2 separate regions of the Ovis aries genome follow, and region 1 is linked to region 2. Evidence: chromatin contacts called from public Hi-C data. All regions are on one chromosome and are shown on one strand. The core of a region is the stretch at or near the end of the contact, and the rest is flanking DNA. Distances in the headings are between cores, read along the strand shown.

What was found. Hi-C and Micro-C count contacts between places; a contact is called where the count stands out from the background.
Region 1: a contact with region 2 is called in a Hi-C map of tail adipose tissue, with 4 times the contacts expected there. The contact joins the enhancer-like site here to the promoter of TMEM132D in region 2. A contact is called at or near these places in 2 of 16 Hi-C or Micro-C datasets (skin fibroblasts and tail adipose tissue).

Annotation. Positions count from the first base shown.
Region 1 is chr17:47,397,039-47,403,130 of ARS-UI_Ramb_v3.0, forward strand. The region is part of intron 1 of TMEM132D (transmembrane protein 132D); the gene reads left to right. Among named protein-coding and RNA genes, the nearest start is that of TMEM132D, 150 kb to the left of the region's middle. Within about 2 kb of position 4,098, at least 2 of the 54 cell types and tissues checked have an H3K27ac peak or open chromatin away from gene starts, as enhancers often do.
Region 2 is chr17:47,247,200-47,253,128 of ARS-UI_Ramb_v3.0, forward strand. It overlaps TMEM132D (transmembrane protein 132D), which reads left to right and starts at 3,276. Exons shown (of 9, transcript XM_027956399.3): 1 at 3,276-3,575. The coding sequence starts at 3,497.

The sequences.
Region 1 (6,092 bases), core at 2,848-5,347, 150 kb after region 2:
GTGATGGTGGGAACTGAAGCAGCCACTTTGGACCCAGAGTTAGAAGCCACATGGTAAGAGTTTGGAACTGTCTTACTAGCCCAGGACTCCATACATGAGAAAAAATGTAAACTTGTGTCTTGTATAAGCTGCTGTATTGGAGGGTCACTTTTGTATTGTACCCCAAGTGGTTGGCCATCTGTAGAATTTTTCCCAGACCGCTTTGCACAGTCTCTCTCATTTCATGCTTGGAACTGTTTCTGTCACACACAAGTTAGAAATTGTGTGAGGTGTGCATGAATTAAGACAGATGAATCACTTCAATATTTATAGATAAAAGGCTAAGAAAAACAAATGTGGTAATTTCTGTATTGTTAGTTTCTACTAGGATCCTTAAGAAACTTAAAACCAAACCCTGATCTTAGAATTTTGTAAATCTTTAATATATTTATATAAATTTTATATATTTTAAAAAATGTATTTTGCAACAGAGCCTTTGTCTAAATAGCCCTTTGTATTCACATTGCAACTCTCAAATATGCCTTTGAGCTCACAAAACTCAAAATGCTTTCACTTGCTGGGAGTGAATGGCCATAGCAACCCAGAGAATCCCCTCATTCATATATTCACGAGCTAGTCTGAAATTCATTTATTGGGAACATTCCTGATAATGGCTGCTACAGGAATACCACTAAGTTCCATGTTAATAAGCTCTCTCCCCAGAAACGTGGTTATTAACATCCCTTTGCTCTAGATCAAAGAGAGATTTCAGCCACTGTTTCAATTTTCTCTTCAATTTAATGATGATGAAAAGGTCCTGGATTAATAGCCCTGAGGTGCTTTTTAGTTATTTATCTATGTAGCAGGTACTGGGGTTTGTGGAAGCTTGAAATTTAGTTATTACAGCCTTTTGCCTGGAGCTTAGCTCCCTGTGTAATTTCCCCCCTTCCCATGGGTCATAAACTCAAATGCCCACAGAGCCAGGCAGGAAGAGTAAATTTAAGTGAAGCAGGCCAGGTGGAAACTTGGTCTCCATGGAGATGCATCCTGGCTTAGGAGGCAGCCAGTTCTCCATCCTGATTGGGGTGTAGACCCAGGGTTACTGGACCGTCCTCTTTCTTAAGAGAAGACAGGCATGCAGATTTTGATGAAAAACCTGACTTTTAAAGGTGAATAACTAATTTTCACAAAAGGTTTTTAAAACATTTTGCCCACCCCCCAATAAACTAGGAGCTAAATTAAAACCCTGGCGGCCTATTTATGACTGGCTGGCCTGCAGATGCCTAATGGATAAAAAGATCATAGCTCATCACAGTGCCCTGCACATAGTCAGGCTGAATAATTACTTGACGAGTTGAATCACGTCATTCAAGTGAGACTGGGTATGTGATACCTAAACGTCAGAAAAGCAGTGAGTCCCCAGGCTTGCTCAGGCTTGGCAAGAATCATCTAAGTTGACTTGAGGCCAGGTGTGTGAGGACCAGAATCGGCGGGAAGTGGTACACTGTAGGGCATCTCTGAGACTGCAGGATGTTCCTCACCTTGGAGGGGACACTCAGCTCTTCAGACATCCTGCTGTGTCACCCTGGGCCTTCTGGCCCCCGATTCCAACCTGATGATGCTGAATGTGCTACGCTGGAGGATAGTTCTAAGAATTACATGTAAATACATGTGGTCCCACAATATTTGGTGATTAATAATAATAACTATTATTATTATTAATCACTTTGGATGGTGACTGCAGCCATGAAATTAAAAGATGCTTGCTCTTTGGAAGAAAAGCTATGACCAACCTATACAGCATATTAAAAAGCAGAAACATCACAGTGCCAACAAAGGCCCATATAATCAAAGCTATGGTTTTTCTAGTAGTCATGTATGAATGTTAGAGTTGGATCATAAAGAAGGCTGAGTGCCGAAGAATTGATGCTTTTGAACCTTGGTGATGGAGAAGACTCTTGAGAGTCCCTTGGATAGCAAGGAGATCCAACCACTCCATCCTAAAGAAAATCAACCTTGAATATTCACTGGAAGGACTGATGCTGAAGCTGCAGTTACAAAACTTTGGCTACCTGATGAGAAGAGCCGACTCGTTGGAAAAGACCCTGATGCTGGGAAAGATTGATGGCACGGGGAGAAGGGGGCGACAGAGGATGAGATGGTTGGATGGCATCACCAACTCAATGGTCATAAGTTTGAGCCAGCTCTAGGAGATGATGAAGGACAGGAAACCCTAGTGTGCTACGGTCTGTGGTGTCACAAAGAGTCAGATACGACTGACTGAACAATAACAGCAACAAGAACAATAATAATAAACCATAAGTATATGAGACTTGCCAGCACAGGGGCTGCAATGGAAAATAGCTAGAACCCTTATTATGAGAGCCTTCTCATTGTCTATCCCAGGATATGTTCTCCTTCCTTAAAAACAGGACCCTAATTTACAACAAGCACATGCCACCTGCTGTAAATGTCACATTTCCTTGTAGCTAGGTAGAGCCATTTGATTGTAAGCAGAAGTGTCAAATGGAAATGTCCAATCAGTTCAGTTCAGTTCAGTCTCTCAGTCATGTCCGACTCTTTGCGACCCCATGAATCGCAGCACGCCAGGCCTCCCTGTCCATCACCAATGCCCGGAGTTCACTCAGACTCACGTCCATCAAGTCCGTGATGCCATCCAGCCATCTCATCCTCGGTCGTCCCCTTCTCCTCCCGCCCCCAATCCCTCCCAGCATCAGAGTCTTTTCCAATGAGTCAACTCTTCGCATGAGGTGGCCAAAGTACTGGAGTTTTCAGCTTTAGCATCATTCCTTCCAAAGAAATCCCAGGGCTGATCTCCTTCAGAATGGACTGGTTGGATCTCCTTGCAGTCCAAGGGACTCTCAAGAGTCTTCTCCAGCACCACAGTTCAAAAGCATCAGTTCTTCGGCACTCAGCCTTCTTCACAGTCCAACTCTCACATCCATACCTGACTACTGGAAAACCATAGCCTTGACTAGATGGACCTTAGTCGGCAAAGTAATGTCTCTGCTTTTGAATATACTATCTAGGTTGGTCTTAACTTTTCTTCCAAGGAATAACCGTCTTTTAATTTCATGGCTGCAGTCACCATTTGCAGTGATTTTGGAGCCCCAAAAAGATAAAGTCTGACACTGTTTGTACTGTTTCTCCATCTATTTCCCATGAAGTGATGGGACTGGATGCCATGATCTTCGTTTTCTGAATATTGAGCTTTAAGCCAGCTTTTTCACTCTCCTCTTTCACTTTCATCAGAAGGCTTTTTAGTGTCCTTAAAATGCAAGTGCCTCTCTTTAATCTTCTATCCTTTCTGCTGTCTGGATTTTGGATGTGCTGGCTGGAGCTGTTGCAACCACTGTGTTTCATAAGAATTTTAAAGACATATGTGGGAAAAGATGAAAGGAGCCAGGCTCCTTTTGGATCATGAAGGCACAATTCCAGCCCCTTGCTTAGCACTAGATGGCATTTACATGACAGATACACTTGTTGAAACCACTGTTCCTTTTTTGTTCATTTAGCCTCTGTTATTGTCCTTTTATTCATACTTGGAGTCCATTGTCATGTGTGGTTGAAAGAGTTGTCTGATGATGATGGACCAGTCCAGGGGTGGTTGAAAGTGTTAGAACTTCCATCCCCAAATTAAAAAAAAAAAAGTTAAAGCCCTCAAAATGTACAAAAACTTAAGCTTCTCAATGTTAGGATTATAGACAGCACCTTCCTCCACACAGCACTGCATCCCCAAATAAGTAAAAATAAAACTATATCTGGGTCAGGATTCAAGCTACTATTTTTTATAGTCACCTGTTCCAAACATTTATTTAGTGTAAAAGTCTCAGATTGTCAAAAATCATCCCAGTGCAACAAGAGACTTGCAAACAATTTTCTAAAGCATCTTTGATGCCCGGGATTTACTGTACCCAGTGGGGTGAGTGAGTCATATTAATGCTAACTTGATGGTGTGCACAGGAGCCTTCCAGGAATGATAAACAGCTGGGAATAACTACCGACAAATTCTCCAGATGCCTTTTAACAGTATGCTGGCAGCTGAGTTCATTTGAGATCAGTGCATATTCTCAAGACTTTTATGGGATTGAGCCCAGAGTCTACAATCCTATAAAAGTCTTGAGAAGTTAGTTTCTCAGTGGTAAAGAAGCCGCCTGCCAATACAGCAGAAGCAGGAGACGCGGCTTCCATTGCTCGGTTGCGAAGATGCTCTGGAATGGGAAGTGGCAACCCATTCCAGGATTCTTGCTGGAAAAATCTCATGAACAGAGGAGCCTGGCAGGCTGCCGTCCATGGGGGTCACAAAGAGTCAGAGATGACTGAGCGACTGAGAATTCACACATCAGAGTCTACCCCGGGTTGTTTGAGCATCGTACTTGGGAACGGTGTAGTCTGGGTGGTTAGGCTTGCACCATAAATTAGGAAAAGTTTTTAAAATTGAAAGAGAAGAGTTTATGTTAAAATTTATTTTATTGAAGTAGAGTTGATTTGTGCTGTGTTAATTTTTAATATACAGCAGAGTGATTCAGTTAAATATACCTATTCTTTTTCACATTCTTTTCGACTATAGTTTATCACAGGATGTTGAATGTAGTTCCCTGTGCTATACAGCAGGACTTTTTTGTTTAATCTATACGCAATAGTTTGCATCTGCTAACCCGGAACTCTCAATCTACCCCTCCCGCACCTTCCTACCCCTTGGCATATACAAGTCTGTTCTCTGTTTCTGTAAGTCTGTTTCTGTTTCGTAGATAAGTTCATTTGTGCCATATTTTAGATTTTGCATGTAAGTGATTTTGTATGGTATCTGTCTGTCTCTTTCTGACTGACTTCGTTTAGTATGGTCAGCTCTATCTAGGTCCAGCCATGTTGCTGCAAATGGCATTAGTCTTTTAAAGAGGGCAATTGATGAGACAAGTTTTCTTTTCTGCTGGGGCGAGGAGAAAGGATTTCTGTTGATTTGTCCTTTTGCATAGATTCCTTTTTGTCTTAGGTTGTTAAAAATGATATATGCTTTGTAGAGTGATTTTAACATGTCATTTTTCATTTTGCCCTTTGAATTTAATCACATTTAAATTTCTTTGCATTTGAGAGTTTTTGTTTGCTAGTTGGGGTGCTCTTGGTGATAGTTGATGATGCCCTTGTGTTTTCTGAAAGAGTGGTAAGAACTTGGTGTGTTATAAGAAACAAAGAAAGCTCTTGAGAGGTGCTTTATGAAATCTCCCCAATGGTCCCGTATTCACAGGATGTGAAATGGTCATTCTTTGGTGCCTATGATGATAAGTCAGAGATGGGTTGGGGCACGCTAGGTGACGGTTCTGGTCCAGTGGAGAACCTGTTGATTAGAGGTTGAAATTGAGAATGTACAGGCTGAATCTAACTCAGAGTATTTTTAAATTTTTTATTTTATATTGGGGTATAGTCGATTAACAGTGTTATGATCATTTCAAGAGAACAACCAAGAAACTCAGTCATACATGTATGTGTATCCACTCTCCCTCAAACTCCCCTCCCATCCAGGCTGTCACACAACATTGAGCAGAGTTCCATCTGCTATACAGTAAGACCTTGTTGGTTGTCCATTTTAAACATAACAGTGTGTACATGTCCATCCCAAACTTCCTGTCTCTTTCCCCTTTTCTTCCTGCCTGTTAACCAGAAGTCTCATAGATGTATTTTGTTTGTCCTGCTCAGAGTTGTTTTGTTTTGTTTTTTTTAAAGTTTGGATTCAGTTCAATTCAGTTCAGTCACTCAGTCATGTCTGACTCTTTGCGACCTCATGAATTGCAGCACGCCAGGCCTCCCTGTCCATCACCAACTCCCGGAGCTCACTCAGATTTACTGGAGTTTCCGCTTTAGCATCATTCCTTCCAAAGAAATCCCAGGGCTGATCTCCTTCAGAATGGACTGGTTGGATCTCCTTGCAGTCCAAGGAACTCTCAAGAGATTACTTGCCATTAAAAAATCTATCAATGTCCCATAGGGGGGAAAGGGTGTTTGGCCTCTGTATAATGATCAGCAGAGCCCTAACTTCTTGAAATGGGGCATGAGCTCCAATACCCTGCAGCTCCTACCTGACTCAGTTTTCACCT
Region 2 (5,929 bases), core at 2,026-4,525:
GGTAGCTTGCATGTCATCCCCATGATTCTCAAACTTCAGGCATGTCTCAGCATCCTCATGAGTTTTGTCAGGGGCCAATGATGACAAATGTCGCTGTGTTACTAGCGATCCAATGCTCTCCTTGAAATAAGCCCAATGCTTCAGAAACTTAGGAACTTAATTGAAAATGCAACTTACATCACTAAAGGGAAACTGAGACATCAAACACATTAATAGCCAAAATAAAAATAAAACCAGCATTCAAAAATTCTAGCTAGACACCATCACTCTGCACAGGAAAATATGCCTTCTATTTTGAAACCAAGGGCATTTATAATCGTGAAAAGTTGTCCTACGAGTTGCTTAGGTCTCAGCCTTTCTCCTTGATGTGATTTGAAAGGCTGGAAGAGGAACTGATTCCATTTTAGAGGAGGCTCCATCCTTGTGGTATCCAGAAGCCTCCTATAACCACCTGTGGGACAGTTCCCTTCCATCCTGGAATTCCATCTTCATCATTTCCTGGTCTTTCTGAAAACTGCTGCAGAAAAATGTTTTGCTTTTATGGAAAGTTGACCCAACCCAAACTGCCTGGTGTCCCAGCTTAATTCACAAAGTGGGAAGAATTAGTACTGTTTAATTACTGACAGAATTAGGCTTACAGATTGATTTATGGCCTTACAGAGGAAACAGATATTCTTGGAAGAAAGCAGATTTCTCACAATTAATTTGAGGCAGGCTCTACGGTTGGGAAGTGCTCCCAGAGGCCTGGGATGCTACTGAAGAGCTGGTAGGCCTCAGCCTACTTCTCTAAAGTCTTCCTAAGGCGTTGCCTCTCCCAGGATTAGTTGTGCTAATTACCCAAAGAAGATGAGATATATTAGCTAGAACAGCGTCTTGGAGACTGAATAGCTATGCTTACATCGTATTTCAGCCACTGATCCAGTCCCTGGAGTTGCAGCTTCCCAAAACTTGAACACCAAAGAGTAGGAAAAATTTTTGTGAGTCAACTGTGTATAACGGGGAAATGGTTTACCCTGGAATCTGTTAGCTACTTTTTGCCCTGAGGATACAGATAGAGAAAATTTTTTGCCATGAAATACCTCCCATCCTTCCCCCCAAATGTACTTGGTGATTGCAGTTCTGAAAAACAAACAAACAAACACCAAAAAACAATTTGAATTAGAATACATAAAAAGATTGTTTTTAATAAAGCATAGGATCATTACATCCTAGTCAATACATTTGAAAAATGTTTTAGAAATAGACTCCATTTCACATTGAAACGGGCTCTGACAACCTGAAGTTGGCATTCTGTTCAAGCTACTGGCTCCGCCATTAAGAAGACAGATGGAGATGTGCCAGGGACTAAACCTCAGCTTCCCCATCATTGAGGTGGAGGGGATAGGGGACTCGACTAGTGGTCCTTGGGTGGGCAGCATCAGTATCACCTGGCAATTGTTAGAAACACAGATTCTTGAGTGTCACCTGCTGCTGCTGCTGCTGCTGCTAATAGACTTGATAAACAAGAGGCTCTAGGGGTGGGGATGGAGGACTCACTATCCCAGGTGATGTTGATACTTACTCAAATTTTGCAAGCACTGAAACACATAATCGCTTAGGTTCTTTGTTGTATTAACTCTTTAGAGTTTTATAGGAGAGAGATGCAAAGTGAAAAGGCAGAAAGTTTAAAAAGCAAATGAAAAAAAAAAACAAACCCAAACAACAAAACCATCCAGAAAGACAGACAGACATTCAAAAAAGTAAATATAGGATAAATAGAAGCCACATCTCACAGAGAAGGAAATCCAGACAGACACTCTTGAAAATTTGCAAGCTAAGCACCCAAAGTGTTGATATATTTTTCCAGTGACGGGCATATAAAATAAAACTTCTGTGGCTCCCTTGGCTGAATGATAATGACCCATTTTTACCTACTGAGGTAAAGTCACCTCATTTGATTTGGTTGTTGTCGGTTTACAATATTCTTTAAATATTCAGACTGCTTTCTCTCGCTCTCATTTCTGATTCGGGTAATTCAAAGGCTCCCATGGAGAAGTCCTTGGGCTAAAATCAGAGGCTGATGCTCTGTAGCCTCGGTTTCCAGCATGTCTTAATTAGGCATTCAGGAAGGATAAATGAACTTGTCTTTTATCTTCTCAAGGCCAAGCTGGCCCCTAACGATCCATTCCTAGTTCCAAATGGGCCAGAGGGAAGTCAGGACGGAATTCTTTTAGGATCAGTGACTTGGTAGTCATTCCAGGATAGAGGCGGGGTGAGGCCGGCATGACCCTCGGGACGGCTGGCAAGTCGAAGTCTTCCTCCCTAGATATTGTTGGGGAAGATCCAGCGCGGGGGTGTGGGGCCCTTTACAGCCATCTTCTCATTTACTGTCAGGCGGAGAGCATTAGAAACTCCCAGGACAGAGGACCTGCCCTTAGCTTGAGGTCTGACTCGCAGGAGAAGGTAAATGGTCTTCTTGACACCTGTTGGGAGAGTGGGCAGCTCCCTGCAGCCTCCTCCGCGCAGGCCGAGCCGGCCGGGTACTAGCCCGCCTCCCAGCCGCTCCACTCCCGCTCCAGCGCGCAGCGAGGGGGTGGCCGGGAGGGTGGGTGAGGGGCAGACCCGGAGAGGTGGGATTGACTGTGCGGATTGGGGCTTGCGGCTGTCACTCCAAAAGGGTGGGGCTTTTTTAAAAAAGACAAATTTTTAAGGCAGACCCCGAGTCCGCACCCGACACCGTGGCGCTCGCGTCCGTGCCGGATGCAGTCTCGGCGGAGCGCGGCCGGTGCGCGGGTGGCCAGGTCCCCGGGCCCGCGGGTCCTCCTCCGCGCGCGGCCACCGCGCCTCCCCCAGGCGGCGGGGGCAGCCCTGCGTCCTCGGAGCCGGCGGTGCGCGCCGCGCGCTTAGGTGCCCCCGAGCCTGAGCCCGGGCGGGAGCCCGGCCGGAGCGGGCGGCGCGGGGAGTGACTGCTCCCAGCCAAACTTTGGCGCCGGTGCGCGCCCCGGGGCGCGGCCGGGCGGGATGGGGACCGTGCGCCCGGGCGCCCCGCGCCGTTCCGGGCGCCGGGCCACCCGGCCGGGGGTCCTCGCGCCGCCTCCGCCCGCGCCCTGGGCGCCGCACCCCGGCCGCCCCGCCGCCCGTTAGCCTATCCGCGTCCCTGCGCTCCCGGAGGCGCCCTTTGGGGGCCACCTGGGGGCCAGTCGTCGCTGGGTAAACGGAAAGGAACAAATTCGCGTGGATGAAAATAAAAATATTCTGGTGGGGGTGAAAGGGAGGTGGGGTTTGCCTGCGCGCGCGTTGGACTCGGGAGAGCAACTCCGGAGCGGCGTGCGGTGTCGCCTCCCGGCCGGCCATGGACTGGCGGGAGGAAGAGGCAGGGCGCCGCGGCCGCTCGAGCCCCTAGCCCGGCGCTCCGTCGCCTTCCCGCCCCACTCCGACCCTCGGGGAGCTTGGCGACCGTGTCTTCATCGCCCAGACGGCACCTGGGAGCCGAGGATCTGCGCGCCGGGTCTCCGGGATGTGCGCGTCTGAGATGGGGACGCTGTGGCACCATTGGTCCCCCGTGCTCATCAGCCTGGCCGCCCTCTTCTCCAAAGGTGAGGAGACGCCGCCGCCGCCATCTGGGGGCCCGGGACGAACTTTGCTGGGAGTGAGTGTGTGGGAGGGTGTGCGTGGATGGGGGTAACCGGGAGAGTGGGTGTGGGTGAGCGTTCGTGCGTGTGCACGTGCGCGCGTGCGGCAGCCAAGGTCCTCAGCGGCCCCTTTGCAGCAGGTGCCTCCCGAGAAGACTTGGGCGGGAGGCCCTGAGTGAGAGTGCCGAGGGCGGAAAAATAGCCCGGTCCACCTGGCAGCCTCGGGGAGGAGGTCGCGTGGAGAACCTTGAAAGGAGACGTGGGCCTTGGGAGGGCTGAGGAAGATGTCCGAGGAAGGGATTGAAATGACCTCCTGAAAAGGTTCTGGAATTTGGACTTGACTTTTTCTGCTGGCAGGCACCCGTGAGGGTATAATTCCAGAGCGTGCCTCTGTATGGGAATGCAGTTAAGTGCATTCGTCGGCTACGACGCCTATGAGATGGGGCCAGCTCTGGAGAGGTGGCCCTGAGTTTCTCTAAGAGAGGTTTTGGGGACAGGCTTCTCTTCCTTTGCCTTCTGTGGCCGTTTGTCCGGGGGCAGCATCCGTGAGGGTTGGGCGTAGAGTTTAAACCGTGCTTATCACCTGCGTTCCCCCAGCAGAGCCCCTTATTTGCAGCTGCCAGAAAGGCCGGGATTCCCCATCTGCTTCCCTTCTGTCAGCATCCCTCTCTGTCATTGGTAGAGCAAGTTGGAATGCTCAGGACAGGAATGCCTTGAAGGGAAATTATTTGATTCACACGTGAGTTTGTAGAAAGGATCAGCAGTTCTTCCTGCTTACTGATCAGGACTCTATTTGTGTGTGGTTCCTTCTCTCAAGAGCCTTGTTCCTACTGAGAGAGAGAGAGAGATTAGAAGAAACGTGGAGCTTTTTAGCAGTCTCCCATGTGTGTCCCCAAATCCCTGTAAACAGATTTTTGTTCTCCGGAGAAGATTTCCGAGATGAGATCGCTCTCAGAAACTTCAAAGCCAATTATCATGCACAGAGCCTTTTAATTACAGGAATTTTCTGTTCTCAGAGCCCTTCCAGCATCGCTGAGGTTACACTGCTTTAGAACTGACAATAGCCCGCTTTTGTGCTGGTGTGATTTAGGAAGAGGGTGACCCGTGCCCACTCTGCTTGGCTGCCTTTTCAAGTGTGGTCTCAAGGGCTCCTGTCTCCTAATTATGAGTTAGAGCGATTCTGAGGGCCAGAGCCTCGGGGGTTTGGTTGATGAATTTGGTGAAGCCAACCCAGGCAGATGTGAGGTTAAGAAAACCTGAATCCACAGCAACAGCCCAGCAGATTTGCCTTTTGCTACGAGGCATGTTTTTTATTGGTTGTCGCTTGATTTGATAGTAGGAATGGACTCCTGTGTTTTATGCTGCAGTAACAAGGTTTTACTAAGAAAGGTGCAGAATAGCTTTGTAAATATGACCTAACTATTGTTTCCTTGGTTAGGTACATAGTTCTCTTACTGATCTCCTTATTAGATTGAGTCGGGTTGAAAAGAAATGTATTTCCCCTGATAATCTCTTGAACTTTTTCAAGTGGAAACACTGAAAATGTCCTTAAAATGAGAAACTCTGATGTGGAAAGATGCTATAAGCCCAGCCTATGGCATATTTTGAATTGAACACCCCTAAAACCATTCTGTCCTATAAAATGTCCTGGTGCAGATAATAATGGTCTTTTAAATGCAGGGACCGTGCAGTTCTTTTTCCATTATGTTCAAGTCACTCTGTGCTCTCAGATCCTCTGACTGCCTGAAAGTTGTGAACCAGCTTGAAATCCAAGATGGACTGTATTTCAGAGGATTGTGATCGGAAGAAAACATATGCATAGACACAGGACCATCCACAGTGCCCAGTTTATCTGGGTCCAGTGGAAAGATGGAGATTATTACCAAATACTAAATATTGCTTCAGTGTATTATTGTTTTTACTGCATTGCTCTAGTTCTTTCTAAAGATGACGCCTTAAAGGAACAGATGTGCACATTTTAACAAGAGGCTAAGGCCTTTGAACCTCACATTTGTTTAAATTTTATGCACAGGAAGTGATTGGAGATAGAGCAACCTCATAGATCTTTGGAAAATCAAATAAAAATAAAATTTCATTGCTTGCACTTCTATCCCTTGGGAACTGGGACCTCTGCTATGACAAAAAGTTTGATCAGCACTGTTGTCGGGAGGTCCCAGCCTTCACTGGAGAATGGTCTTTATGTCAAGTCATCAGAGGGCTTGTGTCTTAAGTTTCAGATATGATCTTATTGAAAACTTCATGCCGATTACAGCTGTGCCAGCTTGCGAATGTGGTTTACTATGATGCTATTGGCTTCA